2 separate regions of the Mus musculus genome follow, and region 2 is linked to region 1. Evidence: chromatin contacts called from public HiChIP or PLAC-seq data. All regions are on one chromosome and are shown on one strand. Each heading gives the region's core, a stretch centred on a gene start, on an enhancer-like site or on the middle of the called end of the contact. The rest is flanking DNA. Distances are from core to core; before and after follow the strand shown.

What was found. HiChIP or PLAC-seq counts read pairs in DNA pulled down with a chosen protein or histone mark.
Region 2: a contact with region 1 is called in an HNF4G HiChIP or PLAC-seq map of pancreatic cancer cells. The contact joins two enhancer-like sites. A contact is called at or near these places in 2 of 115 datasets of contacts at active chromatin or transcription factors (memory CD8 T cells and pancreatic cancer cells).

The regions. Positions count from the first base shown.
Region 1 is chr15:85,660,519-85,665,215 of GRCm38.p6, forward strand. No RefSeq gene overlaps it. Among named protein-coding and RNA genes, the nearest start is that of D130051D11Rik, 28 kb to the left of the region's middle. Within about 2 kb of position 3,378, at least 37 of the 459 cell types and tissues checked have an H3K27ac peak or open chromatin away from gene starts, as enhancers often do. A contact at or near this core is called in pancreatic cancer cells, where this site is marked.
Region 2 is chr15:85,979,250-85,984,076 of GRCm38.p6, forward strand. The region is part of intron 1 of Celsr1 (cadherin, EGF LAG seven-pass G-type receptor 1); the gene reads right to left. Among named protein-coding and RNA genes, the nearest start is that of Celsr1, 52 kb to the right of the region's middle. Within about 2 kb of position 3,047, at least 178 of the 459 cell types and tissues checked have an H3K27ac peak or open chromatin away from gene starts, as enhancers often do. A contact at or near this core is called in pancreatic cancer cells, where this site is marked.

The DNA of each region.
Region 1 (4,697 bases), core at 2,128-4,627:
AAGAGTTTCTTAGCCTTCAGGCAAGGTCTTCCTTTAAAACAAACAAACAAACAAACAAAAAAACAAACAATAAACCCCGAATTCCTGGGTCCTGCTGGATGGAAAAAAAAACAAAACAAACAAAACAAAAACGGAAAAATTCTGTCACACGTTGAGCCAGAGAAGTGTCAGTGTTCCTTTGGCATGAAAGGCTTGGTGAGACTCCCTGGAGTGACCCCTGCACCGCCAGGGACACCAGGGCTGCGGCCGCACGACTCTGAGCCCTCTGGGTGCAGCCCGAGCCTCAGTTTCCCCAAGGGCGCACCGTGAGCGAGCAGCGGCCTGGGAAGGGCCCGTGCCCCTGGGAGGTCCAGGCTGTGGGTCTGCGCGACCGTCAGGGCGCGACCCTCTAATCCGCTTTAGTCAATATAGTGTGTGCTCTGCTCCGCCGAGCAAACACCGGGACAAAGCAGCGGCCGGCAGCCCGCGACTCCTGACCCCGGGGTCGCGCCCTTTGTTCGCCCTCAATAGGGCTGCCCGCCGCCTGGCCCGCGGCTAATTGGGGCGCGTGCAGCCTTCACAGCCCGTGCCTGTGCACGGCTGGTCTGTACCTAGACACAGACGCAGACCCCAATTTGGACACCCATCCTGGGCACAGACAGGCACCCAGCCCCAGACATCTACAAACGGACCCTGGAGCCTGAGCAAAGCGAAGATTAGACCAGGACCCTGGACACTGACTGACCCTGGGTTCAAACGAGGACTCAGCTTCGGACACTTCTGAACACTAATGCGGACCCGGACCTGGATCCTGGGCCCTGTCCAGGGCAAAAATCAGACCTGGATATTGACACAGACCCAGTTGGGACTGCAGAGTCCATCCTCAGCACCCACACAGACACTGGATTCAAACCTAGACCCGGACCAGAGCTACAGACTTGGACCTAGTCTCTGCCTACAACATGCATGCCTGGCTGTGGCACAGTCCCAGCATCCAAGCGGTCCCCAGCCTGACTGTAGGTTGCACACTAAGCTGCCTTCAGTGCTGCACCTTGAACCCTCCTCTTAGGATCTGGTACCTAGGCATCTTAGCTCATGGCTCAAGTCTGGGGCTGCCTGCAGGAGGTGTGCCAGGCCAATCCTCTTCATTCAATGAACTGGTGCTCCTATGTCCTGCTTAAAGGTCCCAAGCAGGCCTGTGGCCAGGTGAGACATTGGTCCTCTTAGTTTGGTACTTGCCCAGGAGTCATTAAGGATCTCAGGTGGTTGGATGCAGATATGAGAGAGTATTATATTAGTCTTTTGCTAGCCCCTTTCTTTACCAATGCTAGGAAGTCTGTTTATATAGTAGGAAAAGACAGAATTCTCTGTCCAGAAAGCTGGACTCCTCACCCTTCTCCACACAACTCTTCTTTCCCCTCCAAATTACATCTCCAGTGGAGGGTAATGCCAGGTGATGCTAGCATCTCACGCCACGCACACAGCAGGCACTGAATTCAGGCCCGATCACTCCGTAGCCTGTCTCCTTTGTTCTTCCACCCATATTGGACAAGGCTATAATTTTTATCCCGAGAAGCTTTTAAGACTTAACTCCTTGTATTTTGAAAATGGGCTTTATCTATTTTTATAAAAGGCACTTTCTTGTAATTAGGTGCAGAAACAAAACAAGCAAAGGACTCTTAGAAGACGATGCTTTTGAAGATGGCGGAGAGTCCTGCAGCCCTTGGCTCTTCTGGGCAAGGTCTTCTGGCCTGATTTCTCAGTTATTTCAAAGTTTTGTTCCCAACTTTAACTATTGCCAGGCTTTGCCAGGAAGACTTTCAAGATGTGGGTTTCCATTCTGAACGTGTTTTTTGCAGGGTAGAAACTGCCTCCGGGAAGGCCAAGCACTCTGGAGTTGCCAGGACATGCCTTAGTATTGTAGGAAAGGCTCTGGGATGGGGTCCTGCCACGACCAGTAGTAGTGGAGGGAGCTGCGTGGCAACTTTGCCCGTGCTCAATGTGCCACAGCTTGGAAAGGGCACCATATGGAAAAATTATCCTCGTTCTTCAGGCCTTCCCCAAGTCTTCACTCCACCAGTGACCATGGCATTAACCTAGCCTTACTCTTTTCTGAGACAGTTAGCAATCCGCCGTTGATGGTTGCCTTGGTGGGATGCTGAGGATCCTGAATGTGAGGACCCCCAGGAAAAAGTGTTCTGTGACCTTACTGCTCAGAGGAGACCTTCAGGTTTCCCACACATTTGCATCAACCGCTCTTCTTTTGACACTGAGACCATGGGACAAGTACTTGCCAGGCCCCAGAGTGACTGTAAGCAGGCATGGCCCTGGGAACCACTCTGGCTCACTGGTTAAGAAGGCTCTAGTTTCTGGGGGAATGAGGCAGAGCCCTGGAGATATGGTCCCTTAGGTCAGTCCACGTGACTTTCTTATGAGGAGGCTCAAAAGCACGATGAGGAGCACGTGTCTGAGATTTTTATACCTCAAGGCTGGTTTTGAAGAGGTGGTCAGGATGAACCTCAGATGACCAAAGCTGGCTTCAGGCTCAGTTTGGGGAGGTTTGCCCAAGCTGAACCAGCTGAAGGCAGCTCTGGCCTGAGGTTTCAAAGGGATTCTGGTTGTTGCTGTTGTTGTTGTTGTTGCTGCTGCTGCTGCTGCTGCTGTTTTTTTTCTTTCTGGAAACTCCTTTTATCTGTGAAATAAGTCTATATTGGAAGAAGTGAATGGTGATGTTTTCCTTTATTTATTTATTTTTTAAGCGCATATGTGTGACCGGGTTAGGGTCCCAGGTCTGTGTAATATCCAGCCCTGTCAGTATTCTCTGCCTGCTGTGCCTCAGTCTTTCAAGAGGTCTGGTCTTTTTTGTTGTTCCTCTTGAGTTGGGAGGGTCAGATGAGAGGAGGTGGGAGCATGCTGTGTAAGTTATAAGTGCTTGCTGTATACACAGGGATCCCTGTCATGCTATGTACGTTGTGAGGGGCTTGCTGTATACACCAGCAACTCGGTCACTTCTACCTTCTGAGATCCCCGCCCCCCCCCCCAGTGAGGGAGTCATTTGTGATTAAAACACCTAGCAGCTCCTATAGTGTCCAGTGCTTATGGGATAGCAATGCCGTTGTTGACTTGAACCATGTCGAACCCCTCTGTGCTGGCTCTAATGAAGGAGGACTGATCATAGATGAAGAATCTCAACCTCTCCCTTTAAAAATGATAACAAGATGGCCCCGATTTGGGAGACTGGAGTCGATGGTCCTCTGGGGTACCAGATAGCCATTTGTCTGTCCACAGCCTTCACAGTTGTGCCCACCCTGGCAAAGGGAATTGTCCTCTGTCTGAGCCTGAGCATAGGCTACACTCTTTGGCTCTACCTTGAAGCTCTCAGAGTGGCTGAGCCAGGAGCTGGGCTCTCATTCACAAAGCACAGCTTTTATTGCAAGGAAAGCTCTGCTGTATCAGGCCTCTGTCTGTGATCTAGGTCGATTTGGGGGGGGGGGAGGTGTTGGCACAGGTGTAATGAGAAATGGTGTAACTCAGGAGAGGCTACAGATAGGGCCTGCCCTGCACCTGGCTGAGGGCTATCCAATAAGGGCTTAAGATCGCCGTTGGGCCACAGAGGAAACCAAAGTGTTATTGCTACACACACACACACACACACACACACACACACACGCACGCGCGCGTGCACACACGCACACGCACACGTGCACATACATATGGACACACATGCACACACAGACACAGACACACGCGTATGTTACCTCTATGAATCTAACACTTCACGTCCTCAGTATTAAAGTTTGAGGCACCAACAGACTGCCTTAAAGTCTCTTTCAACCTGTCTGCCTTGGAGCGGTTGGTTGTATTTATAATTCTTCTCGTCACATCAAAGAACTCTATGTTTCTTGTAGGCTGTTTGCAGGCCGAGTGTTTTGGTTTTTGGCTACAGCCGGCTAGGTTTTCTGAATCTGTGGCTCCAGGTGTGCGCCGACAGGCTTTTTCCCAGCTCGTGACATTTCCTTGTGAGCCTTGGGGTCCTGCTGTAAATTCAGTGTTCAACCCAGGACAAGTTTCCAAGTTTAAAATTTTGAGAGGGAGAAAAGGAGTTGGCCGTATCCATGTCCACCGCCTCCCCTAGAGAGAAAGTCTTCTGGGCAGAGCTCGGCTGGGAGGCAGATCAGGCTGAGAATTTCCAGTACCGAGCTGAAAAACTGGTTAATGGGTTAGGCATTCACAACGGTGAAGTCTTTCAGTGTGAACTCAAATCCTCCCCTCTGCATAACATGGAGAACTAGGGTGTAACAGTGAAATGTCTGCTCGTGTTTCTGGTTATCTCAAAGTACATTTTCAAAATCTGCATTTGTCATTAAAAGATATATATATATACACACACATATATGTGTGTGTTACATATATAATACACTACAATATATTATATATTACATATATAATATATTACACATATATTATACATTATATATAATATATTACATATACATATTACATATATATATGTATTTCCTAAGAGTAATACCTTTTCATGTCCAGTGGCCTTCATGACCACTTTCTTTTGCTTAAGGAAAATAAACTTCATATTCTTTTGAAAGCAGGAATCACTGTAATAGCCAGAAGCAAAATGAAAGCATTGGGTTTTTTTTTTTCTTTTGAATATTTCTTTTGCAGCAGTTAAATATTCCCTTTCCTTGAGTAAATCCCTAGTT
Region 2 (4,827 bases), core at 1,797-4,296, 320 kb after region 1:
ACAAGGAGACCTGTTGTCAGTAGGATGCCCGAGACAGTAAAGGCTCCTACAACCCCACCAAGGGCAGCCTTAGCTTAGATGTACTTGGCAAAAGAGAAGCCAGCCTGGGTACCCCCACTCTCACTCCCCACCCTTGACTTCCTATGTACCCCATCTTCCTGCTGACACTTCTGACACACTCTGCATCCCAACCTCAGCTCTCAATGTTCCCTTTTCTTAGAGAGACCTCAGGGGCCCTCAGCCCCATAGCACATAGGGACTTCTCAGCTCACAGATCTCACTCCAGACATAAAAGACCTGGGATCTTCACTGTACAGTGAACCTGACCATCTCACCCTGACCCCAACCTCCCCTCTTCTTACTACAACTCTTCCCATTATCCTCCCACTCAACTCAAACCCCACCATAGCACCTCAACCCTGGTGCCACCAGGGAGCAGCCCCACCCAATGTGCCACGTCGTGGCTTAACGTATCTGAGCCTTATGCACTTGTATCCTTACACAGCCAGCATGCAAGAATGCTGGATAGACACTGTTTTGCAAGGGTAACTAAGAGCTCTCTCATAGTTCGTAAGTGCCAGTGCAATAGGACCAACTATCCCTCCACATCACTGCCCAAGCCTCCCCTCTCCTCAGCCCCCACGATGGACTCTATCCTTTGTGTTGGTCAGCACACAAAGGCCAATGTAACTATGGTCCAAGGGAGCCAAGCTCAATCCCATGCTAGAAGCAGAACTTTGCAGCATCATCTATCTCCATGGTATTGGCATAAAAGGGACAAGATAAAAAAAAGAGACTTGAGCCATGGCTCCAGAAAGTGCCTGAGGCCAGAGAACATGTGGCAGGAGTTGGAGTCCCCGCAAGGAGGCTCTAGGATACTATGCACGAGGCCACGAGGATGGAGCATAAATTTGCAACAAAGGCCCTAAGATGTTAGAAATGCCAGAACCATGGGATGCCCACCGAGGAGAGCTACAGGTGGAGTGGATTATGCGTACACATAACCAAGAGAGGTTATGTGTGCTGAGGATGGCAGAGTCGGAGATGAGGGGCCACCTTAGCCCTGTGGACCCCAGGTGATTACATTATAAGCCCGACAAGCTAACCGTGACTGGGAGATTGAGAATTTTTCCCCACCGGACTTCAGTTCTGCTTTAGTCTGATCGTTTCCCGCTGTGTCTCCATTCTTCCCTTCTGGAATGGATTGCTTACTCTGCGTTGTTACTGTTAGAAGAAGATAACTTGCTTCTTGACTGTCTGGGGAGCTCATGGTTAAGGGATAACCTGCATCTCAAAAGAGATTCTCCACTCCCACTTTGACACGGTATTGTCCAAGACTATGGGGATTTTCGAAGTTGGACTGAATGTATTTTGCATTATGAGATGGCTGCGAGCCTGTGGGGAAAGGAGCAGAAAGTCCTGCTGTAAGGTGGTATGTTTCTGTGTCAGACTGATAGAGGGTAGACTTGTGATAGACACAGGTTTTCTCTGTGTAGTTCTGGCTGCCCTAAACTTGGTCTGTAGAGCAGGCTGGCTTTGAACTCAGAGATCCACCTGCTTCTGCCTCCTGGGTGCTGGGGTAAAAGGCATATGCCACCATCACCCTGCAGAAAAAAATTTTTTCAATTGAAGAAAATATGATGGGGCTAGACAGATGGCTCAGTGTTTGAAAGCACTGGCTGCTCTTGCAAAAGATGTGAATTTACTTCCTAACATGGTGATGCACAACTGTCTATAAAATTCTACATCTCCATCTGGCCTTGTGAGCGCCAGGCACACATGTGGTGCACATATGCACGTGCAGAAAACTTCCACACACATAAATCAAAAATAAAATTTCAACAGATCATGAACATTCTTAATGACACTGAGAGGTGTTCTTTAAGTGGTTAAGATTATAATTTAAGTATAAAGTTAAACTTTTTTGAAAGATTTATTTATTTTATGTATGCGAGTACATGGTCACTGTCTTCAGACACACCAGAAGAGGGCATCAGATGCCATTATAGATGGTTGTGAGCCACCATGTGGTTGCTGGGAATTGAACTCGGGACCTCTGGAAAAGCAGTCAGTGCTCTTAACCGCTGAGCCATCTCTCCAGTCCCCCAAAGTTAAATTTTTTAAAGAGCTTGATTATAACCCAGGGGTATCACTAGGCTGCATATAGGATTTATACATCTCCAGCTCTGCCTGCCCAACCCCTCAATCCACCTCAGGGATTAAATGTACACCGTCAATTTTTGCCTCGAGTACTGCCTTCGTCACTATCCACTGGCTGTCCCCTTGCCACCTGAGTCTCTGCTCACTCACCTCACTGAGGGCCCTCCACTCTGAGAACCCTCTGACTGCACCAGTCCCTCACTGAGGGTGTCCATGCAAAGCAACCTCCCAGGGTCTCCATGTTGAACACCCGTCCTTCCCCACATTCATGCTTTTGTTCCTGCTTAGGGGTGGCCACGGTCCTACTCATTCCAACTGTTTATGCCCAAGAGTCCCTAAGGACCAAGGACTCTCAGGTTGTGTTCCTGTAATTATCGTTTGCACTGGTGACGTCTAGACCAGTCCCCAGTACTCAGAAGTTTCTAGGTAAGCAAGTGTGGATGAAAGGAGGGCAGACAGCAGGAGCCTACTGTCTCCTCCACTCCAGCACTGACAGACGCACAAACACCACCCAGGGACGGCTTTCCATCGAGGCATGTTTTTGTAGCCGATTTGATCTTGTCACAGTGGTTTGACTAGGACAGTGCTTGCTTCCTGATGGCAATTGTTTCAAGACATTCTTTAACCACACGGGGATTTGTTTGTCCTGGCCTAGGATGTTAAAGGTCATATGACTTTAAGTTAAAAGCCTCCTTTCTTATAGTAGATTGATTGGGTTACCCTGACCCACCGTGAAAGGGGACACCAAGTCTCGGCCTTCACAGGGGGCAGCCCAAAGAGGCACACAGCACAGAAGAACATACCAGAACGAGGAGCCACAGCCTAGAGGCAGCTCTCCTCACTCAGAGAGGAAGCAAACCCAACCACAGAAGCAGCTTTGGGTACTGATGTGTCAGAAGCATGGCCACGCCTACTGCCTGCCCTGGGGCTAACTCCTCCCAGTCTGTAAGCCAGAGGTGTGTGTGTGGCTTCAGTGGTCTGGCTTGGGTTTCTGAGCCAACCTATGACTTAGTAAAGCCTTTGGGGGACACAAGTGTAAATGTCTGTCACCAAGGCCACCACTGAAATGAAGGATTGGCCACCCTGAGATGGAATGCCACACGGTGAAAACAGATAGGGTTAGAAACCAGCGAACAGGGCAGATCTAGATAACATGGCTTTAGAAGGGAGCAAGCAACCCCTTTTACACAAGATAAAACAAGAGTCTGTGTGTGTGTGTGTGTGTGTGTGTGTGTGTGTGTGTGTGTCACTGCTCGGGAGTCCAGAGAACTAGACCTGGCCATTCTCTGCAATGTAGATACTGGCTCTGTCTGGGCCACTGACTTTAAATAAATTCTATTCCAGAACAGCTTCAGAATTGCATAAAATGTGTAGAGAGAGACATCCCAAAGACTATGTGCCCACAATCCCCATTAACCACGTCACTAAATTAGTGGGGGACGAGTATCATCATTTAAGGGCCATATCAGCGCCTACTAACCACAGTTCAGTTCACACTACCCTCAGGTTCCCTGTGTTTTGACTCAGTGTCCTTTTCCTATCTAGGTCCCCACTCAGAACCCCAGGTGACATTCAGGCACAGACCCTCTAGGCTGTGGTGCTGCTGTCTCAGGCTCTCTGTGCCCCAGGTCCTGATGGTGTGAGTGATTTTAAAGGCACGGATACAGAGAACTAACTCTCTTCTCCATGCCTTCTGTTTATTTTGCAGCTAGGTTGGGTGTGCAGGGTCAGTATGCTCAACTTAGGAAAGCTCTGGGCTTAGACAGCTCCCCAGACCAGAGCTGAAGGCTTTTCCTCTGTGTGAGGACAGCGCAGGAACCAACCACAGCCGCCACTGGCTTTGTAGTATCCTAAAGCAGCCTGATGCTTCAGCATCCTCAACCGGCCCGATGCAACATCCACCACCTTCTCAGAAGACACCGCACTCCCTCAGACAACAGGAAGGAGGCAGAGCAGGTGTCAGGCAGAGCACCAGGCTGTAGGGTGGCTGCCAGCAGGGCCTCTCAATGCCTGGAAGAACTTTCCACGTCTCCACAGTGAGGGGTAGAGGCTGTTGCCTGATCCTCTGACATGGATGAGGGGCAGTGGTGAGAAAATAGACGGTATACATCCACAACTGCATCCTGATGCCAAGGGTACCTCTTCACAGCCTAAAGCCCTCCCAGTATGGAATGGGGAGCTGGGGTCAGAGCTACAGCTCTGAAACCCAGTGCAGGTGACATCATTGAGGTTGAGAGGCAGAGTAGCCATCACCAGGAGGGATAGAGGTTGCTTCCCTGAAGCGGACATGCAATGAAGAAAAAGTGGCGGGAAAGCCTGGGAAGTAAGAGGGAAGAGGGGGTCCCTGTCCTCAAAGTGCCGTGACACAACTGTGACCAAGTGTCTAACAACGGCACAATCAGCCACTTCATTCTGAGACCAAGCTCCAGAATCCATAAGTGGGGAGAGAGCTGCAATTCCTATGATTCCCTGCGATCCCAGGGAAGACTGGGAGACTGAGGCAGTAGGATTATCATGAGTTTGAAACCAGCATGGGTTCCAAAGGACGACAGCATGGGACCTAGTTTGGGGACACAATTCACTGGACAAGGGCACCCCAGGTCCGGCATAGGTTGGGGAGCATTATTTAGCATGGACCACATGAGAACGTGAAGTCACAGGGGGACA